Regions from separate parts of the Mus musculus genome. Here regions 2 and 3 are each linked to region 1. The links are chromatin contacts, called in public HiChIP or PLAC-seq and promoter capture Hi-C maps. All regions are on one chromosome and are shown on one strand. The core of a region is the stretch at or near the end of the contact, and the rest is flanking DNA. Distances in the headings are between cores, read along the strand shown. Region 1 overlaps Osbpl3 (oxysterol binding protein-like 3). Region 2 has its middle 20 kb from the start of Npy. Region 3 holds the start of 4921507P07Rik (RIKEN cDNA 4921507P07 gene).

The links. Promoter capture Hi-C pulls out the DNA fragments that hold promoters and counts their contacts. HiChIP or PLAC-seq counts read pairs in DNA pulled down with a chosen protein or histone mark.
Region 2: a contact with region 1 is called in an H3K4me3 HiChIP or PLAC-seq map of bone marrow-derived macrophages, with 4 times the contacts expected there. The contact joins two enhancer-like sites. A contact is called at or near these places in 2 of 484 Hi-C or Micro-C datasets (bone marrow-derived macrophages and liver), 1 of 115 datasets of contacts at active chromatin or transcription factors (bone marrow-derived macrophages) and 1 of 9 other capture datasets (embryonic stem cells).
Region 3: a promoter capture Hi-C map of pre-B cells shows a contact between it and region 1, with 2.9 times the contacts expected there. The contact joins the promoter of 4921507P07Rik here to the enhancer-like site in region 1. A contact is called at or near these places in 6 of 39 promoter capture datasets (3T3-L1-derived adipocytes, hippocampal neurons, liver and 2 more), 1 of 15 datasets of contacts at CTCF or cohesin (embryonic stem cells), 7 of 484 Hi-C or Micro-C datasets (the N1E-115 cell line, bone marrow-derived macrophages, cerebral cortex and 4 more), 10 of 115 datasets of contacts at active chromatin or transcription factors (acute myeloid leukemia, bone marrow-derived macrophages, embryonic limb bud and 4 more) and 2 of 9 other capture datasets (embryonic stem cells and liver).

Annotation. Positions count from the first base shown.
Region 1 is chr6:50,302,701-50,307,868 of GRCm38.p6, forward strand. Osbpl3 (oxysterol binding protein-like 3) reads right to left here. Exons shown (of 24, transcript NM_001347213.1): 21 at 317-461. Among named protein-coding and RNA genes, the nearest start is that of Gsdme, 44 kb to the left of the region's middle. Within about 2 kb of position 2,396, at least 97 of the 459 cell types and tissues checked have an H3K27ac peak or open chromatin away from gene starts, as enhancers often do. A contact at or near this core is called in acute myeloid leukemia, bone marrow-derived macrophages, cerebral cortex and 2 more, where this site is marked.
Region 2 is chr6:49,839,938-49,845,105 of GRCm38.p6, forward strand. No RefSeq gene overlaps it. Among named protein-coding and RNA genes, the nearest start is that of Npy, 20 kb to the left of the region's middle. Within about 2 kb of position 2,909, at least 3 of the 459 cell types and tissues checked have an H3K27ac peak or open chromatin away from gene starts, as enhancers often do. A contact at or near this core is called in bone marrow-derived macrophages, where this site is marked.
Region 3 is chr6:50,594,116-50,599,283 of GRCm38.p6, forward strand. 4921507P07Rik (RIKEN cDNA 4921507P07 gene) reads right to left here and starts at 2,475. Exons shown (of 10, transcript NM_027564.3): 1 at 2,328-2,475; 2 at 1,683-1,838. The coding sequence starts at 1,816. It overlaps 5430402O13Rik (RIKEN cDNA 5430402O13 gene), which reads left to right. Exons shown (of 3, transcript NR_027892.1): 3 at 257-750.

The DNA of each region.
Region 1 (5,168 bases), core at 1,146-3,645:
CTCTGTCATTTCTACGGACAGTTTGCTCCAGAATTACTTGCGTTTTGCTGTTATTCCAACAAGGCCTGTTATGGTGCCATGTGTGAACCCCTAGAGCCCATCAGGCCACCCTTGGGTTGGCAGTGGCTCCTTTCTGAGGTCCCAAGGACCCAGAACAACTGAGATGCTGTTGTAAGCATGAGAAGGATTTGACAGACCGGCCAGTAGCACTAACCTCATTCAAGCAATGGCAGCTAGACACAGAGCAGCGCTCCCCCACCCCCGCCCTGAGGCAGCTACTCATCAGCTATAAGCTTGGGGTCTGGCCGACACTCACTTGCTCTCCAGACGCATGTGGAAGAGGAGGCGCCGCCACAGTAGATGCTCTCGTGCCATTTCCCAAACAGCCGGTGCACAGCCTTCCCACTGCGGTCGAACACCGTGCCTTCGATCTCGTGGGCATTAGTGCTCCAGTACTTAGCCTAGGACGCAGATGAGAAGTCTGGGTGGGACTCTGGTATTCACTTATTACAGGTATTGTGAAAGAAAAAGGAAGCAAGATAAAGATGTGAGGCCGGGTGTAGGGGTGCTCTTCGGTAAGGAAGGCAGGAGTTCAAGGTTATCCTCAGCTGCAAGGTGAATGGATCAGAGGCTGGCCTTGACTTAATGACGCCGCGTCTCCAGGGAAAGGAAAAAAAAAAATAACGCCACAATAGTGTTTCTATATGGCCCGTTCTGGGTTGTTTATTTTGTAAACAAATACAAATTATATGTTTTTATCATCTAAAAATATTTTAAACTATGTACACATTGTGGAATGGCTAACTCAAGCTAATTAGCATGTTTTTACCTCACATTTATTTAGGTGAGAGCACTTGAGAAAGTGGTTGGCAGTTTTCAAGTCTATAGATACATTGTTAATGGCTCTCTTGACTTTGCAGAGAGATTGTATCCTTTGATCAGTAATTTCCCTAGGCCTCAACCCTACCTCTGGTAACTAACACCCTACTTCCTGTTTCTAGGAGTCAATATTTTTTGTCCCACTTACAGATGAGGTCATGGGGCATTTTTATGGGCCTGGCTTATTTCACTTTGCACAGTATCTACATTCCTTTATGTATATATTGCAAATGACAGGACTTCATTGTTTTTACGTCTGAGCCGTATTCCATTCTGCCTCGATGCCGTATCTAAGTGTTGATGGCCCCGAGGCTGATCCCTTTGCTCCGGTGAACAGCGGTTCCATGAACTCAGGAGTGCAGATGGCTCTTTGGGTCTTCATGTCCTTTGGCTGTCTACTCAGAGAAGCTTAGTGTTTTGAGGACCTCCATCCTCCCTGAAGGCCATGTTAACGCCCATCCCGTGGCAGTGTGCAGGGGCTCCCATCTCTTCAGTTCCTCTCAGCATTTTGGTGCCAGCTGTTCTAAGCAATGGTTTTACTTGGTATTTCCTGAATGACATGACGAGTGATACTGAACGTCCACTCAGCTGTTGGCTGTTCGCTTTTAGGGATGATTTTAAAGGTACTTTTGTTCCCCCTTTTCTGGGAGGCAGGCTCACTGCCACCTAGCTGTGCTTCTAGCTCTATTTGCCTTTGTTGAAAACAGTGGTGTGTGTGTGTGTGTGTCTGTGTGTGTGTGTGTGTGTGTGTGTGTGTGTGTGACAGCACACACATGGAGGTCAGAAGGTAACTTTCAGGGGTCACTTCTCTCCTACCACGTGGGTTCTGGATGCCAAGTTCAGATCCTGAAGGCCTGCAACCAAAGCTTCTAACCTCAAGCCCGGCTTGCTGCACTTTCCGTAGCATCTTCTCTGAGATGGGATCTTGCCATACAGCACTTACAATGTCCTCCTGCCTTACTCTCCTGAGTCCCCAGGGTTGGTGTGACTGGGGTGCACGTCCATACACTCCATTCACCCACTGTTTCCTTGCAACTGAGTTCCATTTTATGCTTTGTTCTTATCAGATTACAAATATTTCCTTTTTTGCATGTGGAAATCCAGTTGTCCCAACAGAATTCTTGAAGAAACTGCCCTTTCTCACCATGCGTTACTCGGATTCTTTTTGAAATCAATTAAATATAAACATGTGGCTTTATTTCTCCGCTTTCTAGCTTCCTCCCACAGCCTAGCTAGGCTCTGGATTTAAACAAAACCAAACCAACCAGCCAAACCAAACCAGAACAAAACTTCTGCTACCCAATGTAAACTGCAGTTAACTTCCTATTTGCAGCTTGTAACCCAGTAACGCACATTTGCAGAGGTGATGGACTTTTTCTACTTTTGTTTCACGTGACACAGGAACACAAAACTCAGTTCTTAGATTCTGCCAAGTATCGAGTACATTGCAAGTGCTATCTGGCCAGTGCATTAGGTGCTGCTCCACCATGTCACTGTGACTAATGCCTGGGAGCTTTCACTTCTGCAATTTAAAATTAACTCATAATTCTTTTTACTTGAAGAAAACAGTCATTTGCAGACCAGTTAAAGAGGTTGCATAAAATCGCAGTTTGTACTACTTCCTCCATTCTAGGCCCAGTCCAGCAGCAGGGCCCTTGTACAAGCTACTTCCTCAGTATCTATCAATGGTGGTCTGTGAGGCAGCCTGGCTTGTGGCTTATTTTGCCTCAGTCCTGGCTCATCCCATCTCCCAGGCCCATAGCTCAGTTCAGCCTTGTTTATGCAGTACCACTCGGCAGCCAGCAGAGGGAGCACTAACTCCCTAAAGGTGATGCTTCAGAAATCTCCAACTGCCTGGCCACCCTTAAAATTCCTCATGGACAGAAGGCATTCATTCCTCCATAAATCAAAAGCCCCAGCACTATTCCCAGTGGAAACAACAGCCATATTTGGAAAGCGGGAAATCTGAGTAACATTTCCAGGTCGTTTTCTGCCAGTTCCAGGCTTTGGTAAAATGCAAAGAGAGGTGGGACACATCAGCCTGGAGATGTGAACGGGGAAATTACAAAGTGAGTGCTGCAGCCATGTAAAAGTGACAGGGAAGAAAGGAGCCAGACCTTTATTGGGAAGTAGGGCTCAGATTTTTCCATTTACGATATTTATCAACAAATCAAATGTTGACGGCTAGATGGGAAGTCACAGAGGAGACAGCCATGTCCCCAAACGTGTCTGGCATCTGTGGCTGAATTATTTCAATGTCTGATGCTCATCTCCAAAACCAAACCTCTTTCCTGTAGAATGGGGCATGATGGTGCACACTAGTACTCTCAGTATCTGAGGATGGATGCAGGAGGACTGCTCTGGGTTGGAGGCAAACCTGGACTCAAACACATTAACGCATTCTTTCTCTGGTCCCGGAGTAGACGGTAGCTAAGGAAGTGAGCACACTCCCTTGAGCCGATGTGGACAGCTATTCTTCCTGGACTAGAGGGACACATTCATGCCCCAGGTTGCCTTTGGCTTCTTTCTGAAAAACACGTAGGCAAAGTTTTCCAAGTATTTTTGTACTTTGAAATTTTCTACGAAGTACTGTCATTGCTGGTTTTATGCCTGTCTGCAACCTCATTTGACTTATAAATTATCATAAAAAACCCAGCCAACCTCACAAATGCACCCTGTGGGTTACAGGTGGTGCAGAGGATCCGGTGAAGTCAGACTCAGGATTTTGATCGCAGTCAGGTACAAGCATCTTTGACAAGGGTTTTTGCTCTCAAGCAACTTCATATACAAGAAAGCTTTAAAAGAAAGAAGACTCTAGGAGAGAAAGGGGTGGGGCGAAAATCCAAGAGGTTGGAGAGAGACCCTACGTATGTTCTTGCATCTGTGGCCTTTCCATTTATCTGTAAGGTTCCGAGCCTCTGTGCTTTGAATCAAGTGGCAGTCAGGGCTGGAGGATGAACAGGAACAAGCAGACTTTCACTGTTGTGAAACTACGGGTGTGGAGCAGAGAGACAGAGAGACAGACAGACAGACAGACAGACAGGGACAGAGACAGACAGGTAAAGAAATAACGAGTAAGCTAACTAACTCCAGTGCTAACAAATATCTTGAAGAAAATTTGATCATGAGAGTTGAAGACAGAGTGAGGTGGTGACATCAGAAGAGGAGGCTGGGGAGGGGGAAGTGAGGCAAGAGGGGCCAATGTGGTTGGTGGCTGAGGAGGCAGACAGTGGTGAGAGGGCAGCAGGAGCTGGGAAGGAATGAGGGTGTGTGTGCACGTGCCTCATGCATGTGCCTCACGCATGTGAAGGCCCTGGTATGTGCGTGCATTACAGGGTTGAAAGTGGGCAGTGCTGATGGTGCAGAGCCTTGCAGGCTACTGAAAAGATGCAGACTTCTACTTAAAAAGAGAGAAGGGATGTTGGGGATTGGTTTGAATGTTTTGAATTAATCAGGGAATCTGCCTGTCCAAATGCTAAAGGTCTTTGTCCCCAATTGCTTTCTGATTGATCAATAAAAAGCCAACGGCCAATGGCTGGGTGGAGAGAGAGGGGCAGAACTTTTAGATTGCACAGGCTAGGAACTGGAAGAGAGGAGAGGAGAAGCGCCAGGTTTTGGAGGGAGACAGATCCGATTTAGAGCTGCAGAAGGAAAATCATCCGAAATGTAGGTAAGAAGGAATGTGCACCCCCCCCCCAGAAGGGCTGCCCAGAAGTGTCTTGGGCAGAAAAGACCAGGGGGCCACCCAGAAGGAACAGGGCAGCAAAGATAGATCACAGATTTAGAGGGCGTTGAGTCAGAAGTATTGGAGGTAAATCTATGATAGCTGGGCAGAGGATTAGAACTGTCCAGCCTTTGAGTTAGCCAAGGCATTTAAAAATTAAGCTAATGTGTGTGTGTGTGTGTGTGTGTGTGTGTGTGTGTGTGCGTGCGTGCGTGCGTGCGTGCGTGTGTGTGTGTGTGTGTGTGTGTGTGTGTGTGTCTTTTATTCTAGGATCCAAAGAGCTCCTGGGCAGGTGGCTGGAAGTGCGCGACCCCCCTGGAGCACAGAGCGGTCTATCCCATTTTACCGCTACAGAGGGAAAAGCTCTGTTATGGGACAGCTGGTCATGTCTTTTCCTGTGGTAAAGCTTACAAGCACAACTGTCCCCTCACCTAATTCTTTCTTCCATGACAGAGTCTCATGATATAGCCCGGACTGTTCTCTGACTCCCAATTCTCCAGCCTCAACCTCTTAAATGCTGGAGTTGCGGGTACACGCCACCAAGCCTGGCTTCATTTTAACTGTT
Region 2 (5,168 bases), core at 1,659-4,158, 460 kb before region 1:
GGACTTTAGCAATCTGGATTCCTCAAGGATCCAACTGAGAAAAAGTCAACAACGATTCAGATTCTGACTTGCTCCTCACTTGTACTGGAACTCCAGCATGTTGAGTCTCTGTGAGATATTTTTGACATAAGTCGTTACCACTGTTCTCACAGGAGATAAATAAGGACATTTGGAGTCTGATCTTATCAAGGAGAAATAGAAATCCATGCATGGCTGTACAGTATTTGCAGAATTATAGTCTCTACTCTTCCAGCTGCTAATGAGTTAAGGGAGGCAGCAGTAGTGAAGACAAGTATTTCCAAGACCGTTCCTTCATGGTGACAAGACTCTATGTTCCTATTCGACACAGATCAAGAATTATAAGTTACTTTGAAAACCATTAAGTTATAAATTGTTAAATATTGTTCCTGGTATCAGTCTCTAGCACAGGTGGTTAGTGGGTTTGCTTGACAGTAATGATGTATAGTAATGAAACCCTGAAGGAAAAGATGGGGCTTCTCTAGAGGAAGATCTTGTACTAGAGATGAAAGGATCATCTTTCATATGGTTAACATTGCATTTTCTTCTAGTTTTGGGGTGTGTGTGTGTGTGTGTTGTATGAGCAAAGTTATGTGGGTGCATTTACTGATATGTACAGATACATGTGAACCTGCAGATACATGTATGGAAGTCAGAGATTGACTTGGGTTGTCTTCCTCAATCATTCTCCCTCTTTGTTTTGAAATGAGGTAGCCCACTAATCCTGATTTACCAGACTTGCTGGTCAATGATCTCTAGCAACCTGCCCATCTCAGTATCCTCAGTACTGGAACTCCAGGCAAGTTGTATCACACCCAGCTTTTCACATGGACACTGGGATCCAAATTCAGGTCCTTATTCTCTATCAGTAAGTTCTTTATTGACTGAGTCATCTCCCTCCTCTGACATTGTGTTTTTAATACTCAAACCTACCCAAATGATAAAGGGGGCTGCTTTTCTCATCTGTTCTTGAGAAATTTACTTGTGGAACATACTGTCTAACTTTCCCCTAAATCATTTTTCTTATTCTGCCTTAAAAGATTCAAATTTCCCATTGATATCAAGAGAGGCAAACACTCTCATTCAGAGTAGTGACTTCTATGACTCATTCCATCACTAATTTGTGACTTCACATCACTAATTTAAATCTGGGAAGTCCTAACTGAGCTTTTTCTTTGCCCCAAAGATTTCTTTTACTCTTCCTGAGATATCCAAGGGCAACTAGCAGCCTGGTGTGAGGGTGATGAGCCTGACTTTATATGCTGTTCTTCTCCAGAAACTTCTTGAACCCAGTGAAGCTGGAATTTCTTTTCAATGATGCCTGGACTTCCAGGCCTAGCATGGAGAAGAGCGTGGATCTTCTCTAGTGTTGATTGTTGCTGTAGGTATAAGGCTTAGTTGTGTAATAATGGATATATTTTACTTTATTTTCCTCTTTCAGGGAATGTTCTCCCTGCCAAGTTTAATGACTCCATGATAATCAGAAACAGCACTGTTCCAGGAAGTGAGAAAATGTCTAGTTTTCCTCAGCAAAATGGTGACTGTGACCTTCAGGACAGCCTTTAAGGCTGTGGGAAAGAACTCTAAAAATACAAGTTCAAGAATACATAAATCAGTGTGAGAACTGTTCTTTAAAGGATTTCTCAACTATGCAAAAACTAAGGATGCAATATTAATTGCTTCATGGATCTAAAAGAACAAAGACAGCTACACTAATAAGCCAGCTTTGTCAGAAAGATAGTGAGAAAAGGACAAAGAGATTTAGATCAGGGCAAGATCCCATCAGGCTAAGCTTATTGTTTGTGTTTGTAGTTGAACAAGAAATGGTTTGGATTTTTAATTTTGAATAAACTACAATCCAGAAATAGAGGGCACAGTTGTGATCAAGATCTTGAAGAATAGTGGCCATGATAAGCTTAGGCCCGGGCATGGTAGTACACACCTTTAATTTCAGGAGTCAACGGCAAGCAGATCTCTGAGTTTAAGACCAACCTGGGACAGAGCAAGTTGTAGGTGAAGAAAAGCTTAGGTCCAGGCCTGGTGGTACATGCCTTTAATCCCAGAATTCAGGAGGCAGAACCATGCAGATCTTTGAATTCAAGAAAGTCTGTGTAAAAGCAAGTTCCAGGACACCCAAGCTTAGGCAGTGAAGGAGTTGGAAAACATAAACCTGGTGATAATGCAATAGAACAATGGGAACATGTCCCAGATCCAGCAAGCACCAGAACTCAGCAGCTTTGGCCATGTGGCTTTGTCTTTAGAGTCAAGGGGCTAAGGTCATAAAATATTGATTTGTGGGATAATCTAAAGGGAGCTGGGGTAAATGATTGAATTAATAGGCAATTCCTAAGGAAGTAGCTTATGCAAAATAAAAGACTGTGCTTTGGTCTGCAAGATAGAGCTATCTTAAGCAGAGAGCTATCTCAACCAGAACATAGAGCTGACAGCTTACCTCCATCACTAAATCTAAGTCATTCGCCTGCCGCTCCCAAAGACCCCTTCCTCAGGACTTCTGACAAGCTGAGGCTGGTCCTCAGCATGGACAGTGACCTCTGAATAGTGGATTAATGGTTCTTGTCAACAGCAACTCATTGTCTCTCTTTTGGGGTAGCTTAAGCTTGGTGGGCCTTATCTAATGAGCCTTTAGTGTGGCTATCTGCCTACCTAATGACTCCTGGTTATAAGATCCATTCAACTGGCAGCCCAGATAGCCCTAGCTGACATAGTCAGAGCACAAAGAAGAAAAGGGAATCACAGACCTCTTCTTGCACTTACACATTCGACAGTGCCACTGTCCTTTTGGATGCTGAGATTTAGGAAGGACATACTTCATGCCCCTTTGCTGTATATTTACTTCCCTTTCCCTTCACTACACATTGAGCAAGAATCCCAGAGCAGCAGCCCATGACACATAGTCTGACCTCTTTGTCATCTTACTCTCGGTTTTGGAAAGGGCCCTCAGTTTTCCTGCTTGATGCCCCTTTGGCAATGACTCCTTTTCTTACCTTCCTGGTTCCCCTCCCCAGAACCATTAAATACCAGGGCAAAGGGCACTATGCTAAAAGGAGAAATGCAGTGGGAGGTATTTCTGTTTTATATCTCAGGACAATGCAAAGTAAAACATCAACCGTTGTGTGTCCAGAGCAGAGCCACTGACTGATGTCAGCTTACTACAGAGCTAAGCTCTGGCCTGCCATTCACAGGTCTCAGGGGTATTCCTTAGACATTGATTGCTTTGAGTGTGAGGCCCAAGAGGTAACAAGTTCATGACATCACCCTTGGACTACCTCCAACTACAAATTTTGCCTTGTAATAAACTTTGAACCAACTTGCTATTTTTTAGTAATACTGAGGTATTATTTTTAGTAACATCCTTCCAATCACCTTGCAAACGGAAACATCACCAAGGAGGTCAGGAAGCCCAGGCCAGCAAGGTTAAGTGCTTCCCTAAGAACAGAGTCTCAGGCTTGTTTATTCACTTCCAGGCCATTTCTCCGTATGACCTATTATCTATCACTGGTAGCAATGATGTACAATGAATAACACAGCAAGGATTGGGCAAGTGATAAAACCCTTTCTCTTCAAACTTTCTTCATTAAAGTTCCATAGTCCAACAGCATATGGCCTATTAAAATGCAGAATACACACACGTGCTCGCGCGCGCACACACACACACACACACACATTATGTGTTGTGTGTGTGTGCGTGTGCGTGTACGTGTGTATATATTAGAGGATGAGAGGATCAGTCTTCATCATTGCTGAGCATTATAATAGCTAGCTAGATATAACAGTATAATAGCTCAATAGGTGTGACTTTTCCTAAGGAAAGCCAGATGAGAGTTGGTTTTATAAAGATGAACAGAAGAAGATGAAGTGGGTTATGAGTCTGTCTCAGGTGGGTGGAAATTTATGCTGGGAATTTATTAGTCAGTTTTCTGTTGCTGTGATGGAACACCGTGATCAAGGCAGCCTATAAAAGTGTGTAACTGAACTCAGAGTTCCAAAGTATTATATTCCATGATGGCAGAGTGAAGGTTTGGTGGCAGGAATAGTTGAGAGCTCGTATCTGGGATATCAAGCTGAAAGCAGAGATTGCTTCAAGATGTGTGAGTCTTCTGAAACGTTAAAGGTTCACCTAGTGGCCTCCTTTAGCAATGTCACACTGAATCCTTTCCAGTCTACCATAAGCTTGTGGTCACAGGCAACTTCAAAAGTCCCTGTGGTCTTTCACAGTACTAGAGTCCAGTCTTTTCTGAGACTCAAGGCAATCTCTTAATTGTAAGCCCCATAAAAGAAAAGAAAAGTTACATCCTTCAAACATACAATGGCACAGAAGATAAAATACTATTTTTAAAAAATGGGGAAATACTAGATGTGAGAAAGACCAGAACTGAGCAGAAAATCTCCAACTCCTGTGGTTCTATGTCTGAGGTCAGAAAGCTTAGATGGCTCTGCATTCTTGGCTTCCTTTTCTACAACACATGCCTCCTTCTTGGGCTGGTTCCACTCCCTGTTTGCAGCTCTCCTTGGTAGATATATCAGGGGTCTGCTGTGTTCAACATCTTGGGGTCTCCAACACAACTTGGGCTTTACTTCCATAGCCTTATGCGATGTTCTCGTGTCCTACATGCAGGGACACACACCTGGCCTCAGTGACCCTCTGTGACCATTGGGGAAGATTCTACAACCCCTTTACATATATGTCCTTTGTGATTCTAAAACCAAAACCATGTGGATAATATTTCCAAGAATGGCTGCTAACTCAGAGTGACCTCTGCTCCTATTGAATTACATTTGCAGCAGCTTTAAAATTACTTAGGTTTATTTCTTTTACAAACTGGAAACTTTGCAGAGTGAGGTCTTACCCTAATGGCACCCCTCCCTTTCTTCCAATGTGTATCAGGCTTCTTCTTAATCTCCTTATCTCTTTCAGCACAAGCCTTGACTCCAACGTTAAATCTCCTGGTGCTTTTTTCTCTTTAAACTGTATATTATTCACACACACACACACACACACACACACACACACACACACAGAGAGAGAGAGAGAGAGAGAGAGAGAGAGAGAGAAATCTGTATAAGACTAATTATTAATAACTACATAATTGAGTCAATATTAGGTTCCCTTGAAATCTCTGCCAAGGAAA
Region 3 (5,168 bases), core at 1,225-3,724, 290 kb after region 1:
GTGAGCTAGCACCTGGACCTGGGCCCTCTGTAAGAACAGCAAATGCTCTGAAAGCTGAGACATCTCTCTAGCCCTGAAAAAAATTTCTTTTGCAAAGAGCAGGTTTATAAATTGAAATGGATCCATGAAACCCGACCAGGACAGTAAGAGCCTAAATGTAAGAGCAGTCTCTTGGAGAACCAGTATTGGTGCTCAGACCCTGAGGGAGACCCTTGAAGAGCTCCAGGCCTGGTAATAATTACTTATCATTTCACAGGTTTCAGACTGAAAAGCCAGAAAAAACAGGTAGAAGTTACAAGAAAGAAAAAGTCTTTTTAGAAACACCACAAAGAAAATGATCAACAATCAAGAACAGACAAAAGCAGAATGGATTGGCTGTGTGGAAGGTTTTTGTTTTATGAGTGTGTGTATATGCATGACTGTATGTATGGTACACGTGTGTGCAGTTGCCCTAGGAGGCCAGGAGAGGGCACTGCATCTTCAGGAACTGGAATTACTGGTGGTTGCAAGCTGCCTAATGTAGGATATGGGAGCCAGACTCACATCTTGAGAACCAAACTTGTGTCCGTAGGAAGAACAGCAAGTGCTCTTAACAGATGAAGTATCTTTCCAGCCCTACTTTGGAAGTGTTTAAACTGAGATAAGGTGGCTTTCTGTCTTAATTCCCTAAGAATAAAGAAAAAAGTTTGTTGTATGTGTTTCTACGCAGATTGTGAAGCCAGAAGTTGACATTAAACATCTTCCTTGACCGCACTTCACTTTTTGAGAGTGGGTCTCTCACTGAACTTGGGGTTTACAGATTTTACTAGACTAGCTAGTTATTGAGCCCCAGGGATTCCAGGGCTCCTCCTGTCTCTGCCTCCCCAGCACTGGGGTGACAGGTTCATGCCACCTTCACTTGCTTTTTATGTCCCTTTTAATGCTTCCTATTTTACTAGGGATCAAATTCACATCTTCAGGCTTGTGTGATCAGCACTGTGCCAGCTGAGACATCTATCTACCTATCCTCGTCTACAAAGAATTATTAGGGGTTTGGCCGTGTGAAATTAGAAGAACACACCTACACAAGGTACTTAGAAACAGAGCCTTATTCTTCCTCTAAAAATCAAGTAAATCACAGGGTTGGGGGTGTAGCTGAGACAGAGTTTGGCGAAATATGTGTCTGTACCCTACATATATCACAGGTGAAAGAGGGTAACAGTTCTACTCTATTCATGGCTGTCATGAGGAGCGAAAGGTCTACAACAAAACACAGCATCATGTTTGCCACCAACTCTGGGATTCTTTCTTGGCAGAAGGTGTTGGTGGGCAGGCTGTTAGTACCGTAGTGCTCTATTAAAACACTCTCCAAGTGAAGGAAGGGGCCATCCTAGGGTTCTAGAACAGGGCTGGAAAGGTAGGTTGGTGGTAGTGTTTGCCTTGCAGGCATGGTCTGGACTCAGTCCCTAGCAAAACACACACACACACACACACACACACTTGTAGAATGCAGTGGAAGAATATGCCTCCCTTGTTATAGCCTACAGCCCTTTTCCAGTTTTAACAGATTAACCATGTAGTTTACTCATGCTTTGCCTTCTCCTTCATGTGATATATGGGAGTGCTCACGTGTGTGTGTGTTATAGAAAAAGTCACGAATGCAACGACATCTTTCTCCTGCGTTTTTCTAACTTTTGTTTTACCTGGCTTGTGAAGCAGTTGGCCGAATAGTTGTTTCGTACGGGGTGTGCAGTCCGTTAGAGTAAAAGGTGTTTGACAGAATGTCAGCTCCTTCAAGGTTCCTGCAGCAGTGGGGCCTGCCGTGAATTACCTCCATGCTTCTTGCCTAAAATGTTAGTCTGGAGATAAGTAAATAGATAAAAATGAAAATTTGGACTTGTAAACTGCCTTGGTTAGACCGGACAGGAAACAGTTTCTGCTGGCAAAATTCAACTCATCGATGCACAAAAACCAGAGGCTTATTTTCTTACTGGCTGTGAGGGTCTGTGGATGCTGTCAAACCTGTGGAGATAAACTGAAGCAAACCTGCAGAGTGGAAGATGAACACATTGTGAAACAATTCATGTCTCACCTCAAATGTAACAATATTCAAGAACAATCAGGTAACTTCTAGCGCGGGGGCCTTTCTAAGCAGGGAGACTCGTCATTAACAGGTCAAGAGCCCTTCCTCTCAAGGCTCTGCAATTCTGTTTCTCAGGCAGTTAAACTGGGTGGTGCGCACCTCTGTCCTCATGGGGGACATTGGGTTCCCCAGAGCGCTGGAGAGAAGCCCGTCCCTTCGGAGGACTCCGGTCCCTAGAAGCCGTGCAGCCAGGGGTCGCACGCACCTGACACATCTGCCCCGGAGCGCTGCCCGACCGCGTCTCCCTTTCTTGTCTCGGGATCTGGTGGGTCTCCTCTCCGCGGGGCGTGGAATTTCGTGGTCTTCCGCACCTGCGGGCCCCGGGAGCGTGCGGGCAGGTGCGGGGGAAGAAGGCCAGAGGGCTGCGGGCAGGCCGGGGCGGGGTTGAGGCTGCCTGTGACGGCGGCGGTGACCGCGCACTAGGTAACACATCCTGAGGGTGGGGCGCTGGCCGACGTGTGGCGGGGAGCCCTTCAGAGGATCTTAGACCACCAGAATTGGAAGAGAAGCCGGAAGTGAGGAAAGAGGGCTTTGTGGCTAGGGGAAAGGTGGAACCGCCGCGTTTCCGCTTCAACCTCATGCCTGGCCCCGGAGTCTTAGCGCCTTTAAACTCCTGCATGTGCCAGAGGCGCTCAACTACAGACTCGGCCCCGCCCCTGCGCCCCGCCCCCTTCTCAGGCCCCGCCCACCCGCCTCTCTTCGCGGTCCCTGGGGCCTTTTTCCTTCAGGCCTGGTCCCGCCCTTCTACCCAAGTCCCACCTCTTCCCTCCCTCGCCCCACCTCCTGAGGGCACCAGTCCAGTCCTAGGCCCCGCTCCGGCTCCGCTGCCTCACGCCCCGCCATAGGCTGACCTCAGGCGCCCTCTGGCGGCGCTGGCTTGGCAGACTATCTGATCTACAGTTGCCCTAAGTTGGGTGGGTGAGCATGCTTTCTCAAGGTGTGAGGGAAACAAAAGCTCTGGTCCTGGGAAGGAGAGAGAGAAGATCTTTGTGTAAAAAAAAAAAAACAAAAAACAACAACAACAAAAAAAAACAGATTGTTACAGTTTGCAGTGTGATGTGCTCTTAAGTTCGTCAGAGTTACAGAAAAGCCCAAGGCAAGGAGGTATCTTTTCTACTAGCTGGTGGTTCACCCAGCTTCTCACAGCTCAGAAGAGTTGGAGATCTACTGGTAGCCTATTGAACACTATATCAGAGAAAGGGACACTCTCAAGTCCTAAATTATGGATAAAGCTCTTGCCATAAACCAACAGGATGAAGAATTTGGGAAGGGTGCAAGCCCTGGCCTACAGGAAGGGAGCTGGACTTTCATGGTATCAGGGGAAAAGCCATCATCTTTCTTCAAATCAGTACAGCAGCAGTGTTTGGCTTTTCTCAGTGCTTATGTTGCTTTCTGCAGAATTGAATATTAAAAACTGCTTGGTTTACAAAGGTCTTTTGAATTTATTATTTCCAATTAAGAGACAAGGGAAACCTGCATATCAGATCTTACACTCTCCTGACTCTTCGAGGAGCCAGAACAGTTAACACTCCCTCCCCCTGATGACTCTCGGGCGGGGGGAGGGGGGCAAATTCCAGCCTTGGGAACAGACGAAAAGCAGCATAGTCTAGCCTCCACATCACTGAAATGCACACCCCCTTTTGATTAACAACCAACATTTCTCCTGTGCAGAAGGGTCCTGCCCTTGAAGGAAGCAGAGGCTAATATCCTTGAAATGATAAAAGCCCACTCTGGGACTATGGAAAAGAGACAATTAAGTGTCCCCAGACAGCTGTGACGTTTGTAGAAATACACCAACTTCTGATAGCACAAGTTTCTTTTCCCAGATCACAAAGGTCCCTTTCCAGCTGCGCGGCTCTGCCCCACTGTCTGAACCAATGCTATCAGGTTTGAAGGACAGCATTCCTTTACCCCTCGTGTAATGCCAAGGCTTGGAGACCCCGCTTGCGGTTTTTTTTCTTTATAACCCCCCTTTGCTTAGACCTGGGGGTTTACTCTCCTTCCTGTTCCATCAGGAAGGTTGGTGGCCCGAGCTTGAGCTTGAATAAAGACCCTCATGGGATTACAGCAGGTTGTGATTCCTGGTGGCCTCTTTGGGGTTTTTACAGTCTGAGCACAACACCAACACTATTAGCCTTAAGTGTCAGGAATACCCATTAAGTGTGGGGCCAAGGTGTGCTGAGGATTCATGCTGCAGAACAGATTGCCTGAGGGCCTTACTGGGGAGGACGAGCAAAATGCCTTCTCGGAGTGGGGACACGAGAGAGACAAGAGACCAGGCGACAGAACAAAACAGACAGGGCAGACACAGACAGAGCTAGATCTGGGTGGCCAGGGTCTTTTAAAGGATGTGCCTGCTGCATAGAGGAAGTGTGTAACTTGCATTGACCATGGAAATGTGCTGCCGCTGAGTTGCTGAGCAGCACTCTGGCAGAGAACCCAATTCACAGCGTTCCTCCTTTTAATATTAAAGGTGAAGCAACAGGAAGGAGTGATGTGAGGCTGGAAGTGAGGGCGCTGTTCTCTTTAAACTGTTTCCTGCTGTCTGAGGACCCAGGAAAGCTGGGATGCTGGCCAAATCCTGAGAGCTAGCTATTTCACTTGCTGTCCGGGCTCTGTGGGACCATCTGGGACTGGAAAGTATAGGCCTAGTCAGGGCAGTCTACGAGGCTGGAGCACCTGGGGCTAGCTGCTTTGAAGCTGTCCAGAATGCAGAATTTTGAGCGAACACCTGGACCTGGCAGGACGCTGAGACACACATATCATTAGGGGCAGAAGCTATTTCTTCGTCAGTGTCCATTTGAAGCTTTTAGGCCCATGGTTCCAGGAGTTGAGGGAGGGAAGTCCAAGGACCAGGAAAAGGGAGCGAGAACTCACCCTCAGAAATAAACAGCACAGGCAGGTGGGGAGAGAGGCCATTTGATTGACAGAGCACTTATCTAGAGTGCTTTTGACCCATGAGAGGTGGATTTAAGTCAAGTCTCTGAAGCTTCCAAGAATTTAAGTTCATAAAAAGAGGATCAGTTTTTGACAAGCATTGCCATTG